2 separate regions of the Hordeum vulgare genome follow, and region 2 is linked to region 1. Evidence: chromatin contacts called from public Hi-C data. All regions are on one chromosome and are shown on one strand. Each heading gives the region's core, a stretch centred on a gene start, on an enhancer-like site or on the middle of the called end of the contact. The rest is flanking DNA. Distances are from core to core; before and after follow the strand shown. Region 1 holds the start of LOC123444246 (vegetative cell wall protein gp1-like). Region 2 holds the start of LOC123444247 (WD-40 repeat-containing protein MSI4-like).

The links. A called contact is a pair of places that touch in the nucleus more often than the background predicts.
Region 2: a Hi-C map of leaf shows a contact between it and region 1, with 5 times the contacts expected there. The contact joins the promoter of LOC123444247 here to the promoter of LOC123444246 in region 1. A contact is called at or near these places in 3 of 6 Hi-C or Micro-C datasets (leaf and seedling) and 1 of 1 datasets of contacts at active chromatin or transcription factors (embryo).

The regions. Positions count from the first base shown.
Region 1 is chr3H:458,095,971-458,099,852 of MorexV3_pseudomolecules_assembly, forward strand. It overlaps LOC123444246 (vegetative cell wall protein gp1-like), which reads right to left and starts at 1,659. Exons shown (of 7, transcript XM_045120910.1): 1 at 1,200-1,659; 2 at 275-406; 3 at 83-172. The coding sequence starts at 1,299.
Region 2 is chr3H:458,247,609-458,251,490 of MorexV3_pseudomolecules_assembly, forward strand. It overlaps LOC123444247 (WD-40 repeat-containing protein MSI4-like), which reads left to right and starts at 1,915. Exons shown (of 15, transcript XM_045120912.1): 1 at 1,915-2,246; 2 at 2,871-2,934; 3 at 3,086-3,172; 4 at 3,484-3,546. The coding sequence starts at 1,930.

The DNA of each region.
Region 1 (3,882 bases), core at 409-2,908:
CATTAAAAAATCATGAGTGTTTAAAAAAAATCTTGACATGGGATTGGGATTGAAGGAAAACATATGAAGTTAGAGAAGGTACCTTCATGTTTGATTGTTGGGCTCGGTGCGTAATGATCGTACTGTTTGTTCACATCTGTACTAGTTGGTGCTGATAATTTTACAGTTAGCCCTGGAAAATAATTGTTAATTGAATTTAAACTAGAATTACACAGCAGATGTATAACAACAAAACTTTGAAACCATTGTCCCACAGGCATGTTTAGTTACACACCTAAGCTTTGTAATGTTGGAACTTGTAATCGCGATGGATGAAGTATATTATCCAGGTTGACTTTTGGATGGCCACTTGTTTTGGATAGAAGAACTTTACGACCAAAGGCAGGTGCATGAGATTGCTGATGACCTTTGGAAACAGATTACACAAAACATTCAGTTATTTACTGCCGCAGAGTAGAAAGCCATAACTCCAATCGTCATTACAGAACAAAAAGGAACGTGGTTGCGTCTGGAAGTGAAATGAATTTTTAAGCAGTAGATCTAAGTAGATCTTACAAGTGTGTAGTATATACAGTAGTTGATAAAAATGAGCTAACAGAAAATATAATTAGTCAAATAATTAGGCACGCGTATAATAATTACTATTTATTTGGTCAGGATTACATACATATATCTGGCCAGTGCGTTGCCCATACAGAATCACAATAAAGTGCTAGTAAAGTGCAATTCGAAAAAAAGAATAGGCACGTTGGTGATCATTAATCCATTATATATCTGGTAGTGCTCGTCTGCTCGACACTGATCTAGGTACTACTGATTAGAAGTTAGAAGAAGTGACAATCTCACTTTGCCTCTCGTAAATTGCTCTGCATCAACCTTGCAGCCCTTACATTCGGGACAGCTGTAAGATCAGATCAGAAACAAGGCCCTCCAACCATGAATTTGCCATCCGATTCCAGCAATCAGAGGCTCGGACAACGGCAGCAGGAATTACCACGCGGAATCCACACAACCAATTTGGCCGTGAACTTAAACACTGAGGCTCGGGGTTTGGCAGCTAAACCCAGGGAAATTCTCACGAGTAAGGTAAGCTAGCATTCAGAGCTTCAGACACGCACGATCCTGGTGTCGGACTAAAACGACGAGAGGAAACCGCGAAACCACCAAACTTGCACGCCGGCGATTCCAGTTCCACATACCTCCGCCTCCAAGGACGACGACGGCGGAGACCAGCGAGCCGACGGCGAGGACGGCGCAGACACCGCCCCACCCGCCCCCTCCTTGGCGCAGCCGCCCCATCTCCCGGAGCCTCCCCGCGCCAACGCCCGGCGGCAGGACCCGGACCGACGCCGACGTCAGTTAAGTAGCAACCGCCCGCGAACTCGCCATAGCAGCGGCAGAAGGCCTGTCGGCAAGCGCGGAGGCGGGTGAGCGGGCCGGTGCGCGAGGAGGGAGAGTAGAAGATTCGGTGCGGAGGCTGGGAGTAAACAAATGGGGAGCGTGAGACCCGACAGGGGTCAGGAGCGGGAGCAGGAGCAAGTTGCGCACTGGCGCTAGGGGCGGCAAGGCATTTCCGGCGATCGCGCGAGTGTTTTTCTCGGGTTTGGTTTGGTTTGCGCAGCAGCCGGGGCGGGCGGGATGTTGTTTGGTGGCCATGAAGTTAGGCGGAGTCCGGTCTTGGGCACGGAGGGTGGTGGTGGACGCGTGGGTCTTCTCCTCTTCCTTTTGCCCCTTTTTTTCTGGGGACACCGGCGAGCCCGTCATCGGTGAGACTGACTGACGCGTGAGGACTACTAGCATACTAGCAGTACGAATTACTACCAATACAGACATGGTTCCGCAATCACCCGGGAATCAACGAGAAATAAAACTGTGTCAGTTAGGGTGTGTTTGGTTTCAGGATGAGGTGGAATCGGACGGGTTGGTTTCATCCCTAGCAGCCGTTCTCGTGTTTAGTTGTGTTAGGAATCGGAATTGGGTCATCCGCATTAGGGAATATTCCCTTCAGATGCTTCATCGATTTGGAGGAATCGACTCGTTATTCGTCCGAGAAAGCAAAGAAAAAAAGAAATAACCAAGCGATTCTCACCGCGTTCACCCCCGCACCCGAACAAAAGTTTTCGTGGTTATTTTTTCTCGTTTTTGTGATTAATTTTTTTCGTGGTTATTTTTTCATTTCCGTGATTATTTTTCGTAAATATTTGATATGTACTCAGGATCATATATTTTTATTTGCATGTGTTGAAAATAGAAAGAAAATGTTGCTGAAAATTTAAATTATAGGCTTGTTAAATGCAAATTGTTAGAGCATATATCTCCATATGTGGTTTTGGTAATTGATGACAATTCCTATGGACCAATGGTTGCCTTAAGTTATATTTAATGGATTTGTCCATAGGCACTTCTTGAAGTCCATCTGTTGGATTCAAGGAGTTTATATGATGACCAAGGTGGTATTCAAGGTATTATCCAAAAAATGATCATAGAGACACAAGGTTGATCAAGATCTCAGACAAAGAGTAAATCAAGATGATCAACACACAAAGCGTACAAGATGTACCGAGAGGGATCAAGTGATCCCATGGTATGGTAAGCATTGTCCATTACGTGTTTGTGTACTAACCCATGGTCTTCGTGAGAGTTCTGTGTGGGGGTTAGGTGTGTTTCCATGGGCTTGCGTCGAAGAGAAGATCTCATACAACCCATAAAGTATGACGTCAAGTTGTGATCGTCATCAAGATTGCGATGTGCAAGTTCAAGTGGATCAGCACGAAGATATCATGCTTGAAGCTTGCCGTCCATTGTGATGGCAATGGACTTGTGAAGATATGCTAAAGAGTGGCTCACCCATAGTGAGTATGGGGGAGCAATCAACTAGTCTTCATCAAGCCAACGCAATCAAGAAAGGTTGTCCATCTTGAGGAAGCCAAGATCATCATCATCTAGTTCAAGAGGACGATGTGCAAGGTATAGGTTTGCTCTTGATAGGTTTTCTGTTTAGGATAGATTGTTGTACTATCAAGGGGGCTCTCAAGTGAGTAGCTTGATCGTATCGTTCGTTGAGAGCTCAAACCATTTGCATCCTTGCATCATACTTCTTGGTTCTTGTTTGGTGTTTCTCTTTGTGAGTTTTAGAGCTTATGGTCATCTTCGTGACAAGCTCGAGTTCATCGAAAACGGAGTCCATATGCATCTACTATGATGTTTTCGATGTTGGAGTTTTTGCCGGTTCTTCATTCATAGATGACTCACATCTCTATATCATTGGCATTTTCATATCTGCATGGTCTTAAGATTTCCAGACGCTGTTTGGATAGCTCTTGTCGTCCTCAATCCAACAAGCTTGGTTTGCTCGATTCGGAGCTCGTATGCGAAAGTTATGGCTGTTTCAGTGACGAACGGTAGTACCGCTGGACCTAGCGGTAGTACGGCTAGAGCTGGCGGTTGTACCGCTGTCCAGCGGTAGTACCGCCCTTCGCCAGCGGGAGTACCGCTCCAAATTTTTAGTCCCGTCATCTTTGCGGTTGTACTGCGTCGGACCTTTTTGCGAAGACTTTTTTGGCGGTGGTAGTGCCTTTGCACTACCAGGGGCCTAGCGGTAGTACCGCTGGAGTGCCAGCGGTAGTACCGTTGCAGCCAGCGATAGTACCGCTAGGCTCGGGCTGTAAGTGGGGGTAACGGTATGATTCCTTCCCCCACTATATAAAGGGGGTCTTCTTCCCCCTTGGCATGATCTATCTGTTGAGCTCTTGTTCTACCTCCATTGTTGACATTCTTAGAGCTTGCTAACTCTCAATCCCTCCAATGATTCTTGCTTGTTTTTGAGGAAAAAGAGAGAGGAGATCTAGATCCACATCTCCACCAATCACTTTCTTCTCTATG
Region 2 (3,882 bases), core at 665-3,164, 150 kb after region 1:
CTCATAGGACGTGGCCTCAGTGGCGGGAGCAGCAATAGGAGTGCAGATAAAGTCATTGTTGTTGTGACTAGTGAAGTCACACAACTTGGTGTTCTCAGTGGAACCCATAGCAGCAGCAACAAGCAAGAGCAAAGCAACTATTTTTTGTGGTTTTTGGTATAGGACTCTAAAGCAAAAACTAGAAAGCAAACTAACAAGACTAAAAAGCAAAGGTAAAAGATAGCGTGCAACTCCCCTATCTTGAAGACTGGAGTCCCCGGCAATGGCGCCAGAAATTTTCTTGATGACGAGGTGATGTATATACTTCTTGCCCCTCGTTGGTTACCCCAAGTGGAAGGTGAAGATGTAGTCAGCAACACATTTCCCTTACACGGAGACTCTAAGGTTTATCGAACCAGGAGGACTCCTAGGCTCAACAAGTAGGTGTCTTCCACCCTGGCGCTAGCAGAAGACATGGACCTGCACACACAACAAATAACTTTGCTCCCAACGAGTATAGGGAGGTTGTCAATCTCCGGCCTTGTAGTTTGCAAAGGATCAAAACACAAGCGGGAAGGTAACAGTGATTGCAACGGAAAAGTAAAGAAAACGGTAAACGATGGAGGTGTAAACAATGGAGGTGATATGGACCGGAGTCACATGACGTTCACTAGTGATGTCTCTCTCCCAAAAGATGATAAACAACTATGCTAGGGTAAACAAATCACAGTTGGGCAATTAACAGAATTATGATCGCACCGCAATGCTAATTAGCTAGCACCCAATGCTACATGGTTAGTGAGGCCGGACCATCCATCGTGTCATATGCTAGTCTGATTGATTGCGCGTCCACACACCCCTTTCGACTAGGGACCATTTAGGACACTCATCATACAATGCATAGTCTCACAAACAAGTCACGTACTTGTTAATACACAACATTGATAATATCGAAGGACTATCTTTATTCATAAACACATAAGAAATATCATCATACATGATTGCCTCTAGGGCATATCTCCAATAAAGAGCACCCGAAAAACTTGATACCAACCACCAATCAGATTGTCGTGTATATTTGATGCATATGATTTTCATTGCACTTGGTACATAAAAGCTTGGGCCTTCTCCCTTTTGGGTTCTCATCATTATTATCTTGCACAGTTTTATAATCATTGTTTTAATATTGCTAAGCTATTTTGTACTACTATTTTTCTCATGCACACATGCGGTGGAATAAGTTATATTCCATGTCCATCGGATTGGATAATTATATGGTTTTCAATTTTTGCCTCAAACACGTAGAAGGAGTTCAATAATGTGTTCTTCTTGACTAATTAGTACACACATTCTCGCAAGCATTAGGCCTTTTTATTGTAAGAAAGTAGATATGAAGGGATATTTACAAACATCTCAATGTCTTTTTATGGTAACACTAAACAATATACCATATGTATATCTTTATTTACACAAATGCATGCATTATGCATGTATGATATTGTATCAAAAACTACATCGTGATCAAAATAAAGTACTCAGTAGCAGATTGTTTGATAAGATATAGCCATGCTGAGTGTATCACAGTTGTGTATGGCGAGGAACTCTTACCTCTTGATTACAACTCTATCTATCATAATGAAATAAACTCCTTTTCTCCCCGCAAAAAGACAAAAGAAGGAACTACTTGAATGCATTTTTGGTTGAGTAGTTGATTCTTGATAGTATCACGAGAATATGTCACCCATGTATACATGACGGTTTCCCGCTGCAATGCACGTGCACTCACCTGGTGTTTTTTCTCTGAGGATCAGTGTTTTTTTATGATGAGTCTCAAAAAATGTCCGCTTTCTTTTTTGAGGGGTGAAAAAAAAATGTCTGCCAGAAGATCGGGAGCTAGACAAACAGCCCAACTTTGTGAAGCCCATAATATTCTCCGACACCAAACACGAAATGGCTCAGCCCATTTGCACACCGCATCTGTTACCGTTTTCACTCCAGCCGCAGCCTAGATACTCCTCTGCGCCTTGGTACTTCGCACCGAGCGGGAGGCAGACAGGAACAGACTCCCAGAGAGCACTCCCCCTGCACAGAGCGAGAGCGAGGGCGGAGCAGTCGTCGGCGGCGGCCAGCAGCGGAGCGGAGATGAAGGAGAGAGGCGGGTCGAGGGCGGCGGTGGACGAGCGGTACGCGCAATGGAAGTCGCTCATCCCCGTCCTCTACGACTGGTTCGCGAACCACAACCTCGTCTGGCCGTCCCTCTCCTGCCGGTAATCCTCGTTCCCTGCGGCCTCCTCTGCTGCTTCCCCTCTCCATTCCCGCCGTTACTTGGGCCCAGGCGTTGTGCTCGCGTAGATTCATATGGGGCTAGGGTTTTGTCGTCACGGACGTATCTAGGGTTTTGCTCTGTGTCTGTGCAGCCACTGCATGCGGTATCTCCAGATCTGTGGCGTGGCTACTGCCTGGCTGGTATGGTGAGCAGAGCGGAAGCTTTGGGTCGAGTTATTGCCCTAAGGTCCTAGGGTTTTGGGTTCTGTAATTTTTTCTGTGGTGGCATGCGAGTATTTCAGATGGGGGTTTGGTGTTTGTGTTCATGTAATGCTTGCCTTGATGAGCTGTTTCGATGCGGCGGCTCCTGCCAGTGTCAACCATTTTATCTTGTAAATATGATTGCTTGCCATCTATATAGTGAGCACGATTTGATGATATTGCTTTATGAGCATCGGCTCTGTGGTGCATTCTTACTCACCAACTGGTACTTCGAAGCTAATAATATCTCAGATTGGTGGCATTCTGTTTTGAAGCATGCTTGTTTGATTTTGCAGCAGTTCTGACCTTCAATAGTGGTTCTGCAACTAATTTATTTGCTGATCTGTTGGTTTGTTTGGGAACAGGTGGGGTCCTCAGTTTGAGCAGGCTACCTATAAGAATCGCCAGCGCCTCTACCTATCAGAGCAGGTGACCTTCAAAAGTCCTCAGTTTGAATGCTTTCACAAACAGATTTTTAGCATATGCGACTGATTGTTAGGTTTTGTTACATAATGAGTATTTATATTTTCTTATTCAGATCTAACCATAGTATTTTTTTTTCATCCTGAGGTGCTTTCAGACAGATGGGAGTGTCCCCAATACCCTGGTCATTGCAAACTGTGAAGTTGTCAAGCCACGGGTTGCAGCTGCAGAACACATATCACAGGTTATTCAGTGTTCAATGGCTTTCCATTACACTTTCACTTCGTCAGTGCAGAATAGCATGATTTCTTGGATGCATGTAAATATATAGATCTGGCCTCTTGGGTCCTGCATGCAGTTCTTAGTTAACTGTCTCTGCGAGTTTCTTATGCCTGTGCGTAATGGTATAATTATGTCGGTTTCTTGTATTTTTATGTATTGGGGAGTATACTTACATTAACATCCTTGAGAGAGAGGGCCTAAACTAGGAATTTTTCATACTGGTCATTAATAGGTTCAGAATAGAGCTGACCAGAAGTCTCTTTTGTACTGCAGTTCAATGAGGAAGCACGGTCACCTTTTGTAAAGAAATACAAGACTATCATTCACCCCGGAGAGGTAGTATTTGTCCTGTAAACTTCCTAAGTTGTAACTATATACTCCCTCCATTTTTAAATATAAGCCCTTTTAGTGATTTCAATATGGATGCATGTAGACACATTTTAGAGTGTATACTCACTCATTTTGCTCCGTATGTGGTCAAAAAGGCTTATATTTAGGAATGGAGGGAGTAGTATCTAAGTTATCTTCTTTACATGTTGTTACTCTGTTTTTAAATTTTCTGTATCTTGATTATTCTCTTTCTCTTAATTTACCCTGGATACTTCATTTTTGGAACTTAGAGCAGTATATGATCTGTGTCTTTCTGTTTTCTAAGATGGTCTTTGCGTTCTT